Linked DNA regions of Oryctolagus cuniculus: region 1 is linked to region 2. Evidence: chromatin contacts called from public Hi-C data. All regions are on one chromosome and are shown on one strand. The core of a region is the stretch at or near the end of the contact, and the rest is flanking DNA. Distances in the headings are between cores, read along the strand shown.

The links. A called contact is a pair of places that touch in the nucleus more often than the background predicts.
Region 1: a Hi-C map of embryonic fibroblasts shows a contact between it and region 2, with 2.5 times the contacts expected there. The contact joins two enhancer-like sites. A contact is called at or near these places in 4 of 6 Hi-C or Micro-C datasets (ear pinna, embryonic fibroblasts, skin fibroblasts and 1 more).

What each region holds. Positions count from the first base shown.
Region 1 is chr1:14,756,084-14,762,966 of mOryCun1.1, forward strand. The region is part of intron 8 of P2RX3 (purinergic receptor P2X 3); the gene reads right to left. Among named protein-coding and RNA genes, the nearest start is that of PRG3, 15 kb to the left of the region's middle. Within about 2 kb of position 2,393, at least 3 of the 8 cell types and tissues checked have an H3K27ac peak or open chromatin away from gene starts, as enhancers often do.
Region 2 is chr1:14,648,277-14,655,071 of mOryCun1.1, forward strand. RTN4RL2 (reticulon 4 receptor like 2) reads right to left here. Exons shown (of 3, transcript XM_008271357.4): 3 at 5,814-6,795. The coding sequence ends at 6,372. Among named protein-coding and RNA genes, the nearest start is that of RTN4RL2, 16 kb to the right of the region's middle. Within about 2 kb of position 3,940, at least 1 of the 8 cell types and tissues checked has an H3K27ac peak or open chromatin away from gene starts, as enhancers often do.

The DNA of each region.
Region 1 (6,883 bases), core at 1,143-3,642, 110 kb after region 2:
CCTGACTTTTCCTGTGAGTGTGTGGGGTTGACACTGATGGGGTCCTGGCTGCTCCCCTTGCGGGCTCCCGATCCCTGCAGATTCCCAAGCCTCTCCCAGCAGGAAAAGGGGCTGCAGATACTCCTCCCCTCTGTGGAGGGCTGTGACGTCCCTCCCCAGGGCACTTGCTTTGCGCACTGCACAGCAGTGAGAAGGAACTCACAGCCCAAGCAAATCAATAACGTAGGGGCTACAGATGTGGGAGGCGTGAACCTGTGATGGGGAAGCGTCACCTTATACCAGGAAACACAGGCCGCCGTCTGCTCTGGCTGCCATGCAGAAATCTTTGCAGCCAGAAAGAAACCAGTCTAAATCCTGTCTCCACCACTTTCCAGGGGTCTTTTATGTTGCTTAGCCCTTGGGGTGTCAGTGTCCTTATTTATACCAATGGGTATGCTAGGGACACCTGGCAGGTTTGCTGGGAATGTGGGTAGACAGAGACCAAGCCTTCCATGCAGGCACCATTGTGGGGTCCCTGTGTTAGACTCTGTCCGCTCCTAAGCATGCATGTGCTGTCCATACTCTGCCCAGCTCTGGGCCCTGGGCACTGCTTCCAGCAGCTCCTAGGTTTAGCCAGTGGCAAGGGCAACAGGGCATCAGAGGGTGGGAGGCAGGAAAGGGCAAGGTGCTTAGTCTCCCAGGCCTCTGACAGGGGCTTGATCCCACCTCCATCACCACTAAGGCCAAGAACCTGTGGGGCAGCCCCTGTCCTGAGCCTCGGCTCCCTCCAGGTTCCGGGACCTGCTCCCTCTGCGTGCCGCGCCAGCCTCAGTGGGAGCCGATTCCAGTGTCTCCAGTGCTAGGCTCCTTCACTGGCCTTTTCGAACAGTCCCTCCATGCAATCGCTCCTCTTGAGCCTGTCCACTCTTTCCTCCCAGGACACCTCTTGCTCCCACCGCACCCCATCACCCCCATTCTGCAGAGGAGGTAGCTCAGGCTTGGAGAGCTGCGTCTGGGCCATGGAGGAATGAGTGCAGGAGAACTGGGGCCATATTTTCTGTCTCTGCTGTGCCTGAGCATGGCCAGAGACATGAGGCCTTGGTGAGGCACCTGTTGCCCTTGTGAGGCTGAAAACTGTGCCAGAAAAGTGTGTCGGGGGCAGCTTGACCCCATAAGGTGTTTCACGTAGGCTCTGCAGTGGAAGGGAAAAGCAGGCTTAGGCGAGAGGATCTTCTCCAGAGAATAAGACCTGCCGTAACCATCAGTAGGGCCACAGCAAGGAGGTGGGAGGAAGTACAGCCCCTTAGCTGGAGAAGAAAGGCTTGGAGGTCAGGGAAAGTGGGAAAAACCAGCTATGGTGTGGGAGGTGGCCAGAGAGAGTTTCACGGATCAAGACAATGAGAGCGACTTTGCTAGGGCCCAAGTTCTTAGGCCCCTGCACCCACGTGGGAGACCCAGAAGAAGCTCCTGGCTCCTGGCTTCGGATCGGCGCAGCTCCAGTTGTTACAGCCATCTGGGGAGTGAATCAGTGGATGGAAGACCTCTCTCTGTCTCTACCTCTCTCTGTAACTCTGTCTTTCAAATAAATAAAATAAATCTTAAAAAAAAAAGAAAAGACAATGAGAGCGAATTCAAGTTACAGCTGCCTGAGGATAAGAGGACGGACACCAACAGGGGTGTTTCCAGAAAGATGATGCTGCGCAAGAACCTCACCTCCAAGTAGGCGTCCAGGAGATTGGAAACAGAAGTACCTGGAATGGCTAGAAGCTTCCAGAAAGTCCTCCCTGAGGCTTTCAGACAGATCTGAGGCTAAGGATAGCTTGTCACTCACCATTTGTAAAGCCCCAGAAACATGCAAACCTCATACTATAAGCACCCCAGTGAATCTCATGAAGGATGCACTGCTGTGGACCCATTATACAGACAAGCAGGCAGATGAGAAGGTAACTAGGCAGGATTCGCACCCACACCGGAGACGCCACAGTCCCTGTTGCCCCCGCTGAGCCACCTTGCCCACCGGGGCTGCTAAGGAGAAGCAGCCCTTGTGAAGCTCTCAAAGCCCTCCCAAACTCTGGGTCTGTTTCCCAGGCGGGGAGAAGCCCAGGCCCCGCCTCTGAGCTGCGGCAGCTGATGCCTGGTGGGGACTGAGCCAGGGTTGGCCTGAGGCAGAGGCTCGGGCCAGGGCAGAGGTGGGGACTATGGGTCCTGCAGTCTTCATTCCCGGCCTAAGACTTCAACCATGAAAGATGCTCTGACATCAACTTGGAGAACGAGAAGCCGGCATCCTGGGCACTGCTGTTCAAAGCGAGGGCTGGCTAAATTTATCCTGGGAAGGAATGTGAAGGGAACAGGGAGAAAAATGCAAGCGGACTTGGTTTCCCTCCAGCACCTGCCTTCCAAGAGGCAACAAGCATGGGAAGATCATTATCTCACCACCACCCGCCCTCAGAGGAGGCTTGGCAGGGACCTGTTCCCTGCCTGGGTGGGAGGGAGGAGGAGCAGAACTCAGGGAGGGAGGGCCAGGCTGCAGACAGGGGAGGGGCCCAGGAGCCCTGACTACTGCTGGCAGGGACCCAGCCCATCCCCTATGGAAGACATGGCTCGGTGGTCACCAGGGACTGGGGTAGCTTCTCTCTGGCACCTGGCTGGGCCACGGTTTCCATGTCCCTGGCACCGAGGTGGGGCCCTGTGACTAGCTCTTGCCATGGAATGTGAATGCAAGCAAGGCTTGTGACTTTTTCCTCACCAGCTGGCCAGCTGCTCAGGTGCCACACGGGGAGGACCCTGAGCAGAGACAAGTCACTCCTTGAATGACTGTGTGGAGCTCCCCACCCCACCAGCCCACAATGCACCGTGCTGTGAGCAAGGAAACAGTGTGCCAAGCCACTGAGGTGAGGGGCTGCTTGTCACAGCCGGGAGCGTACTTAACCCACGCTGCTACAAATGCCCCTCGTTTTATGATCGAGAAAATTGAGCCTCAGGGAGGGGAAGTCATTTGCCAGAAACCAAAAGTTAGAGTTGGATAGTGATTCCAGAAAGAGAGAGAGAGAGCAAATCACTACACAGCTCCATCCCCAGGAACAAGCCCTCTGAGGGCCCTAGCAGACCTGGGTGTGGTGCTGTGGCTTCCCCACCAGGCCAAACTGCTGACCTCTCCAGGGCTTTTATCTCCAAGAAAAGAGGAAGGAGACAGGGCTATGAGGAGGCTGAATCCAGAGAGGGCCTCTCAGTTCATCCAGAGCGTGCCCAGCCATGGCGAGCACCTTCCTTTCTTATCCTAGGATCAGGATAAAAGGAAAACGTAATTCCTGCATTTTCCTTCACCATCACACCCTGCCGACTCTGGGAGACAATCAGGTTCTGCAAGGGACATGGCTGGGACGTGAAGTTGGTTGCAATATTAACAGCCAACATTTAGTTGAGTGCTTGCTATGGGCCCTGGCATTGCACCAAGTGCTCTACACTTAACTCATTGGGCATAACCACCTCCATGAAATTAGGTATGGTTGTTCTTCCTATTTCACAGTGCAGAATCGGATTCAGAGAGGTTAGGCCACTTGCCTAAGGGTGCTAAGCACCGCTGGGATTCAGAACCAGGCAGCTCAGCGGCTGAGGCCATATTCCTAACTAGCAATCTCATTCTTTGTGTTGCCTGATTTCTGTTAGGTCCTGACTCATTTCTTTCAGATCTCCAGTAGGGGCTCTTTCAAATGTGCTTGCTGTCGCTTGGCTGAGGGCAGAGCAGGAAGCACAGGAAGCACAGAGTGTTGGAAGAAGGACCCCCTTGGCTGAGCTACACCATGCCTGGGCCTTGGTCTCTTCCAAATTCTCCCATTCTCACCTCTCTGCCTTTAGTGGTCTTCTCTGGGAAATGGGGTTGGTGGGGACAACCCTACCTTAGAACACCTTGGCCTGGGATGCAAGTCCCCCAGCCTGGCTCAGTTGCCTTTCTGGCCTCCTCTGTAGGTTCCACTCTCATCGCGCTCCTCAGTTCCAGCTGCACCACACCCCCTGCCTCCCTGTGTTTCCCCCAACTCACCCCATGGACACAGACAGATGTCCATGCTCCTGCCTGCATGTCTCCGCTCTTCTGCCCTTTCCACCTTGCAAACTCCTGTTCATCCTTTAGGGCCCAGCTCAGAGAGCCTCTCAGTCAGCAACCAACAGATGTTGCACCTGCTGTGTGCCAGACCCTGTGCTAGGCACCGCTGATAAGGCAGCAAGCTCTGCTCGCACTAGAGGCAGAAGACAGCGATCAATCACATCACCCCATAAGCAGCTAACATGAGACAGAAGGGAAGGGCTGGGAGGCAGAGGGGCTCTACTCTAGGAGCCCAGATGCCAGAGACATTTGACTTAGCTGGGGCTCTGGCAAGGCTTCATGGGAAAAAGACACAGAATTTGAGACCTGACGAGTGGGCAGTGGAGAGGGAGGCAGGCCAGGGGAAGGGGCAGCTTTCTTGGCCGAGGGACCTGCAAGCCCTCTTGTGGGAAATGAGTCCCGAGTAGGCTGCACGCTGGACATGGATGGAAGCCCCTGCGGCCGTGTCCACCTTGCCCTGGCCAGCTGGGTGTGGGCTTTCCCAAGTCCTCCTTTAGCCACTTCTCGCTTGAGATTGGCCGCAGTGGTGAATTCACACCGTGGAGGTCAGCAAGCACCCCACATCTGGGCTTTGCTTTCTTTTCCTCTCCCGGGTGGGTTTACTGGTGTGAAATCGAGGCTGCGAACCGCCTGAGTTGCCGTTCCTATTCCCCACTGCATCGAGACCTCTAGCGCAGCACCTGCCACACCGGCTCAGACACAACCATTTGGATTGCAGACTACGAGCTGGGCGTATCTCACGGCCCGTCTGCCCAGCGGCCTAGAGCCGGAAGTCAGGGGCTGGGCTGGATAAATGCTTGCTGGGAGAACAAATGGATTTCTGAGATGCTTGAACATCTCAGAGACTGAGTTTTGCAATGTTGGCCTTAGGGTTTCCTCCTGCTAACTTGGGCCTTTCTGAATTCTGCTTGGGCAGGTGGAGCCAGGATGATGTGGTAACAACAGGCTGTTTCTCTCCCAAACAGAAAACATTTAGATCTGGCAGCTGGTGAGGTGGGAAAGGAGGTGCTGCGGGTAGGAACCAGACTCTGTGCTAGAAAGTGGGAATAAGAGTAGGGACACAACGTGTGTGGCGCCAAGCTCTAGGCTACAAGCTTCTGCGCCCATCATTTCTCTCAGGCCTCACAACAACAGCTCAGAGGGCCAGCTGGTGGCCTTGGGACTTTGGAATGAGATAGTTCTGGGCCTGAATCCCAGCTCAGCCACTTGAATTTGTTTATAAGGCCTCCTTGGGCAAGTTACTTGCCCTTGCTGAGTCTCGGTCTCTCCATCTGTAAAATGGAGATAATAGCAGTGACTGTAGGGTTGCTGTAAGGATTTAAACAAGCCCACTGGATGTGAAGGCTGGCACAGGACCTGGCACACAACTTTCAGGGAATAGTACTCATGACTCAGCCCGCAACACAGTCCCGATTTTACAAGGCGGGAGAAAGGCCCAGCAATTTTCAGGCTATTCCACCTTGTAAGGGGTACAGCTGGGACATGAACTTGGCTGTTGGAATCCAAAGCTCCTTCCTACCCTGCTGCTTCCCATGAAGAGCCAGAAAGGAGCCCTGGCTGCAGCGTCAGGGAGCGTGCTAAGCTGCTGCCGTGGAAACACCACCGAGAAGCTGTGACCACCATGGGGCCCTAAGCAGCAGAGGAGGGGACAGAGCCCAGACACCTGCCAGGGAAGGGGAGGGAAAGAATGCAGGGGCATAGGCAGGGTGGGAGCTGTCGGGGGCTTGGAGCCTCTCTGGGGGTGGGGGGGTCTGGCTGGAGGGGCCACCTGGGCCCAGATGCTTGACAGTGAGTTGGGGCTGACTGCCTTGCCCTGGTCCTGGGACCCAGGCTCTGGTCCTGGGAGATCTGCAGCTGCCTTCTGTAGGCTACACTTTCTGGCTCCCTGGTCCTCTAGTTGCTGGGGCATTTGGTTCGTGGGAGGCCCCAGCAGGGCGGGAAGGAGAAAGGTGGGATAGGATTCTGCTCACTGCTTCCCTATTTCATGCTGTGTTTGCCTGGGGCCCTGTCACTCTGCTCACTGCTGCTTCTGTTGGGACTCCAGTCCCAAACTGAGCTCCCGTTCCTCCCAGGGGCGTCGGCGGGTTTCCCACTCTGTTCCTGGCTTGCTGGGCCTTCCAGGTTGCTCCTCACAGACCTTGGTCAAGTGTGTTTTCTCATGGGCCCTTCACTGAGACACCCAAGGTGTTCTGGACTCCCTCAGGGTGGGCTGAACACAACGTGCATGTGTGCGTCCTTGTGCCGTTAGCGCTGAGAGATAAAGAATGAGTGAGTACAAACGTCAATTACCGTAATAAATCACTTGTCATATGTGCTTGTGCGGGCAGGGTTGAAGCTCCATCCCAATGTGATAGGTCTATAAATAACGGTGTGCACGCTTTGGCAGCGCCAGCCTCCAACGCCCTTCCTCACACACCCACGCATGTTGACTCAGACTTTCAGCACCTGAAGGGGGCTTGAAGGTGAGCACCTTTAGCTAACCCATTTTATAGAAGAGGAAACTGAGGCCCATGGCAGGGAGGCGACTTGTACAAATTCATACCCAGGATTTATGGCAAGGCCTGAACTGTAGCCTGACCATGGGTGATCACTCTCTCTTTCTGTTGTGTGCTGATTACTCTTTGTCCTAGCACTAAACATGTTTTTATTTTTCAGATGACATTTATGCGAGCTGGGTTCAGGTTGATCATTCCCACTCAATTAAAAATCCCTTGATCGTAGGAACCGGTCTCATTTGGCTCTGTTTTGGCCAGGAAGCCCAGAACACGCCACAATCTGGCAGTTGGAGGAGACACTCCATGT
Region 2 (6,795 bases), core at 2,690-5,189:
AGGAGCCCAAGCACTTGGGCCACCTTCTGCTGCTTTCCCAGGCCATTAGCAGGGAGCTGGATGGGAAGTAGAGCAGCCGGGACACAAACCAGTGCCTATGTAGGATGCTGGGGTTGCAGATGGAGGCTTAACTTACGCCACAGTGCCCACCCCTCACCTTCCTGTTTCAGCCGTGCCCTGCCCTTAGTACCTCCTGTCCCCCACTTCCAGGATTTGGGGGTGCATCCAGGAAGTTGGCCTCTTCACAGAAGGAGGCCGACAGGATGCCTTAGAAGGAATACTAAGGAATGACTCAAGTTTTGCCACCAAAGCCCCTGGGGCCTGCTGAAAGTTAATACTTTTTTGTAGTCCTCTATTTTATCTGAAAACTTCCTGCAAATTTTGCTTCGTATTTTCCTATATTTGTCTTTTTAAATGTGGCTTTAGAATGATCTACATCAAGGGAAGACACCGTTTTTGAGAACAAACCACCTTCGCAATGTCCCTTACAACCGACCCAGCCCTACCCCTGCCTGCTTGTACTCCTGGGTTAGGGTGAATCCGGACTGTAAGAGCAACTACCTTTTGTTAAGGATCTGGCGGCCCCAACAGGCATTCGTCCCAGCCCAGCCGTGGCCCATGGTAAGTTCTCCGGAGAAGCTTATCAGAAACAGCCGGGTCCACCCATTTTCCCAAAGAGCAAACACTTGCCAGGGGGCACTGGAGGATTGGCAATGTCGCAGCACAGCTCTGGCTGCTCTGAGCCAATTCCTTAAAATTGGGCAGCATCCACCAGCGGGTTCGGCCGGCTCCCACAGGGCCTGCCGGGGCCTCACTGCGCTCTCTGTCCGGGACCCTGCCTCCCCCCGGGGGAAGCCGCCGCGGTCCCCCAGATTCTCGGGCGAGGGCGAGCGGACCGAGAGCGCCGTGCGAGCCGGTACTCTGCGTGCCCAGCAGGCGGCGCTGCGTGGCTGCAGTTTGGGACAGGGTGGGAGGGGGCGGCGAGGCAGGCGCGGAGCCCCCTATCCCTACCCAGCCCCAGGCTCGGACTCCAGACCCCTTCTTCTGGGGTGGCTCTGCCCCCTCCTTTGAGACTTCCCCACACAGACCAGAACCCCGCCCCGCATCCTGACAATCGTTACTCCCAGCCCCGCGACCCCCTCGACGCAAGGAGGGGTCCCCGCCGTTGGCTCTGCCCCCCCCCCCCCCCCCCCCGGCTCGGGACCGGGTGGGAGGTGGAGGAGGACTTTCCGGCTTCCTAGGAGGGGATGGCTGCTCACCCCTACCCGGCCCCACCCCCGGCTCCTCGGGGAGTTTGGGGAGGGGGCTGGGCAGGGGCGGAAGCGAGCTGGAGCCGTGTTTGTCGCGGCGCTGCCGAGCGGAACAGATGGCCGGGGAGGGGAGAGGGTGCGCGGCGGCAGGAGGAGGGGTGCGGGGGCCGGAGAACGGGGAGCGAGGAATCTCGACGCCCCGAGTCTCCCAGGAGAAGCCCCCCTCCCCGTGTCTTCCCGGAAAGAGCGAGGGGGGAGGGTGGCAAGCGCCTGCCTCTTTCCCGGAGAGCCCTGGCCCCTTACCCTGGCACCCCCGCGGCGGGGCAGGCTGGCGGGGTCAGACCCGCAGGGAGCGGCCCGGGTTGCAAGGGTTAATGGGCCAAGGGCCGAGTTCAGGGGTCACGGACAGAGGAGGGGTCATCGCTGCTGACGGATGAGCTGGGACCTGAGGCGGGGTGGGAGGTGGGATGAAACGGCGCCCGGCCGGGGCTGCGTTGGGGTGGCCGGGGGTGCTGTGCGGCCAGGGCCCGGGGCTGGACGGCGGGCAAGGCCACTGGTGCCGGGTGATAGAAAGTTTCCTTTCCGCCCCTCCCCGCTAGAACCCGGTGTGGGCTGTTCAGCGTCTCCACGTCCCAGCCCGAGATTCTGCATGTCTGCATGTCGGATGGCCTCGAAGAGGAGGGTGGGCACACCCTGTAGGCGTCTCTTTTTCCTGCTGCTCACCAGTCTCTGGCGTGAGGACCCCTTCTTTTCCCTCGAACACCTGCTATCCCTCCGCACCCCACCCCCCAGCATCACGCGGACCCCCAGGAGTATTGTCGGGAACCCCCACTGTGTGTGGAGGGGAAGCATTATCCCATCTGCCCTGCTTGGACCGCGCCACCTCCACCACCTCCGAGGAGGAGATGGCTCTGGATCATAACCCACCTCCACTTGTCACAAACGCAGAGTCCCGGGCTGATTCGGCAGGTGGGGGAGGGGCTCAGGAATCCGCTCCCCGCTTAAATCAGATGCAAAAGGTCCTTATTTTCAGAAGGATTGTGCCAGGGATTGGTGGGCTGGGAAGACTGGCCGGAGCCTCCTGCCAGAGCCCTCACCCGCACACCTTCCTGAATGCCCCGCCCCCTGCCCACCTGCCTAGGGTGGGCCTCTGCTTCTGGCGGGAGGGTGCCAGGCGGGTCTCCAGAAAGCTGCAAGAGGGAGGAGAGGAAGATGAAAAGGGGGGGGGGGTCCACACCTGGCCTCCTCTTGTCTCTGAGCAGGGGCTTCCCTCCCCGGCCCTCTTCAGTCCCTTCTGCGAACTTCACTCCCTCCGTCCGCCCTGTTGTGCTCCACCAACCCTGCTTCTCTCTGAAGTTCCAGGAAAGGCCAGAGGACTCTGAGATGGGCCTGGGGTGGGGGCGGGGGGGGGGTGGGGATGGCAGAGCCAACCAAAGTCCCTATCTGCAAAAGAAGGAGCCAGAGACAACGTGGGGGGGGGGATTTGGCGGGAAAGACTTGGGGGAAGATGACAATGACAGCCACGTAGGTCGTCTTCCCGTAGGCTCTTGCCCTTTTCCACGCAGACTCAGTCAAGACAGGCAGCACTGGCCCCAACAAAGAAGCAAATAAACCCCCAAACCTCTTGTGTTCAGAGAGGTTAAGCAACTCACCCAAGATCACACAGCCAGGAGGTGAGAGAATAATTGGGTCATTCAGCCTTCTACCTCCCCCTCCACACACACAACACCCCAAATATTTTTTCCAGAGGTGATTGGATAGCCGGCCCAGGCCTGCCTTCCCTGTCCCAGTGGGATGGGAAGGACATCCTGTGTGGAAATGAGAGAAGACACTCAGGTTTCGGAACATCTGACAGGTCTGGCTGCAAGCATTAAAAATTCATGCAGAAACCTGACCCGGCTGGACCTCGGGCCTGCCACCTGGCCTGTCCCTGGCCTCCTGGCCTCTCAAGAGTCTGGTGGGCCAGTTTCCCTTGCAGGGGGTCCTGGGAGCCCTGTGTGTGTTTCACGGGCGAGGCACTCGCTCACAGATTAGGGATCTGAAGTAGGGAGCCAGCTGGAAGTGCTGCCTCCCCCGGCGCTGGGTGTAAGAACCTTAGAGGCTTAAGGGCTTATAAACCCTGTCATCTGGCGCCCTTCTCGCGGGCCTCTCCCCCGCGGCTTAGATGCTCGCCCTCAGTTCAGCGCAGGCTGAAGCTTGGCTGTGCTTCCCAAGGTGGCCAGTGGAGGGCAGCTGTCTGCATGGAGGGAGCCCCAGCTGGAGCCTCTGTGGCTTTGAAGGGCAAAGATGCCGCGGTTGGTGGGAGAGGGGCAGCCCTGGACTTGCAGACGGCCCTGGCTTCAGTGATCTGCCGAGAGGTTTAGTGAGGAAGCCCGGGGCACATTCCAAGTAGGGCGTGGATGTCAGGCGTGTGACGACGGAGGGTCAGGATGACACGGCCGTTCCAGCCACGGGAGAAAAGCCTAGCACTGGACCCTGAAGGATCGCTGACACTTTGCTGAAGGGTGTTCCCTTTAACCTGCAGGCAGTGGGGAGCCACTGCAGGTTCTGGAGTGACAAGATGACATAATGCAGGAGTTGGTCTCATGAATCTGATCTCCGTGGGCAGGCTGGGTGGGAGGGAGGGAGAGACTGAGTGTAGGGAAACCAGTGAGGAGGTTATTGCTATTTTCTTTTATATTCTAGGCATGAGGTAATGAGTAGCTAGAGCAAGGGAGGTGGGGGGATAGGAAGGGAGGGATGGATAGGGGCCAGGAGGGGGACCGACTGGGTAACTGAACAGATTCGGGAGCTTAGACAAGGAGAGGCGTTAGCTGCAACTAGGCTGGGTATCTGGCCCAGGGAAAGAAGGTAGAATGGGGTACACTCCCAGCTTGAGGGAGGGGAATGAATTTTGCTTCTTCCTGGGGCTGGGGGAATCTGGGAGATGTCTCTTCCGCCTCTCTGTCCTGAGCACTGGGGCGTTTGGATGGTCCCTGCTCTTTCAGGGTGTGTGGCTGAAGGCTGGGAATTTGGGTTGTCTGCAGAGGCTGGGGGGTGCAGGGCAGGATGAAATCCCTAGGGGTGGGCTCTGCCCTGGTCCTGGTGGAGCTGGTGTGCCTGCACACCGGTGCTTGGGGATACATCTGGGACCGTGGGCGGTTGGCGTGCCTGCACGTGCTGCTGCATAGCTCTCTGCTTTGTGTGTGTGAGCGCGTGGGTGTGCAGGAGATGGGCGTCTGTGGGTCTGTCTGGGCTGCTGGGGGCGGGGGTGGGGCTGCTGGACCGTGGTATTGCTTTAGGCTTCTTCCTGAGGCTCACACCCTCCTCCCCGCGCTCACTGTTCGGAAATAGCATCTGGACCGAGGGCCCATGAATATTTCACAATGATAATTCTGTGACCTGGACAGCCTGCCTCTCATTTACCAGCATCCCCCCTCCCCCTGCCCAGGCTGTGGCAGGCAGGCCAGCCGGCCCTTCTCCCTCGGAGCTCTTGCCTGGCTGGCCCCCCAGTCCTAGTCCTTAGCCTCCTCCCACGTCACAGGCCCCTGGAAGGCCTGACACGGAGCTCCCTGGGTTCCTGACCCGTTGATCTCACCACCCCCACCCCCAGCCAAAGTCTACCTGCTTCCAGCCTTAGAGGTCGACTCTTCCGACTTCCCCAGCCAGAGTCACCGACTCAGCCTCCCTCTTCCTCAAGCCCTAGCACCTGGGTCTCCTCTGTCCGGTTCCCACCTCCCTCCCAAGCTAGAGTTTTAACCCTAAATGCAAGCCACCCTGTCCAACTGCTGTCTGCTTAGACTCACTCTCCCCTTCCTAGCCTGGGTTCTTTCCTGTCCCCCCAGTCTCTCCACACACCAGAATGAATGAAGAAGTCTCTGTTTACACCACCATGCACCCCAAATCAGGATTCCTATCTCTCTGATCCCCTGGGGGGGGTCTCTCTTCCAGCTTGACAGGATAACTGCCTATCTTGACCTACTCCATCCCTGATGCTTACACCCCACAAGAGCCAAGGCAGAGAGACTGGATGTCCACAGAGCTGCTATGTACAGTTGTGCACGTAGTACATTGAACAAGAACACTCAGCCAACCAGGCAAATGTGAGCTGAGATCCAGCCGTAGCTCCTGCTCCATCACTAAGGTATTTTCTGTGGCACAGGCTGCGTCTCCCTGAAGAGGAGGTGCCCTTTTCAGATTTGCCCAAGGCTATGTCTGGGCTAACTGGGACTGCAAATGCTAAGTCACCACTCCTTGCAGGGGGAGGTGGGAGCTACCCCGCTTTCCTGAAGGAACAGGGCCCTGGTGGAGCTGAGAGCCAGGCTGCCTGCCTTCCCCCGGCTTGGTTCCTCAGGCCCCAGGCAGCTCTGGGTTGGCGGCTGCTGCTTCCTTTGGCCATCCTGTCAGAGGTCACCCGGGGTAGTCTCAGGGCCACACCACCCTTGCTCTTCAGCTTGCGCCCCGCAGGGGAAAGCATGTACCAGCTCCAGCTGCCAGGAAACAGGTCCCCTCCTGGCCCTGAAATATACAGTTCTAAGCCCTCATCCCACTCTAGAGGTGCTGCGCCAACAAATCTTACAGGAGTTAAAATAATAGAATTTTTAATAAATTTTTTTTCCCAAACAACTTTTTTTTTTCTAAATCTTCACCACGCAGGGGCCGTGGTGGAGAGGAAAGTTCTCTCCAGGAGCCCTAAAAAGTGTCCAGGGTAGACTTAGGAGAAAAGAGTTCCTCCAGTGTCAGGAGGTGGAGGGGACCGGGATGAGCAAGGGTCCAGGGTCGCCCTGGCGCCAAGTGACGCATTCGTCCCCCAGGGGGAGCGCCCGAAGGCTCTGCTGGTGGGAGATGCACTGCAGATAAAAAGCCCCTTCGGAGTCCACTGTGGGCCCCGGGACGGCGGCTGCCCGGGGTGCCCCCAACCCAGCCTGGGGATGGGGGAAGAAGAGTTAATGGCTTGAATTGGGTTCAGCACGGCTGAGCCGCCGTTCCTGTCCTCTGGGAGCAGCCTTGAGTCCGAACAGCCCAGGAGGCAAGGAGAGAGGCGGCCAGGTCCCGGGGGGAGCCGAGGAGCTGGGGTGGGGGTGGAGAGGAAGGCGGTGGGGCCGGGCCCGGCCAGTGGCCGGAGGGTCTCAGCCACCGCAGTCAGAGGTGAGGCACCAGAAGCGCGAGGCCAAGCAGAGGCGCGGGCAGCGCGGCCGAGAGCGCCCGGCCGCGGGAGTCCGGAGGCGCCTGGCACGTGGCGCCGGGGCACGTCTGCTCGCCGCGCCGGTCCTCGCCCCCGTAGCCGCCCCAGTAGTCGTCCTCGGTGGGCGCGTCCCCGCCCTGGCGGCCCCGCGAGTCTTCGGCGGGCAGGTCTCGGTAGAGGGTGGAGGGGTCGGCGGGCGGCGCGCCGGCCTCCGCCACGCCGTACAGGTGGTTGGAGGAGCTGTTGCCCCGCGCGCGGCTGCCGGGCCGCGTGGGCGCGGCGGGCGGGCAGGCCTGGAAGTCGGCCTCGCGCAGCGCGCGCAGGTCTCGGCCCTGGCGCTCCGGGGGCGTGGCGCACGTCACGTCGGAGCTGGACACGCGC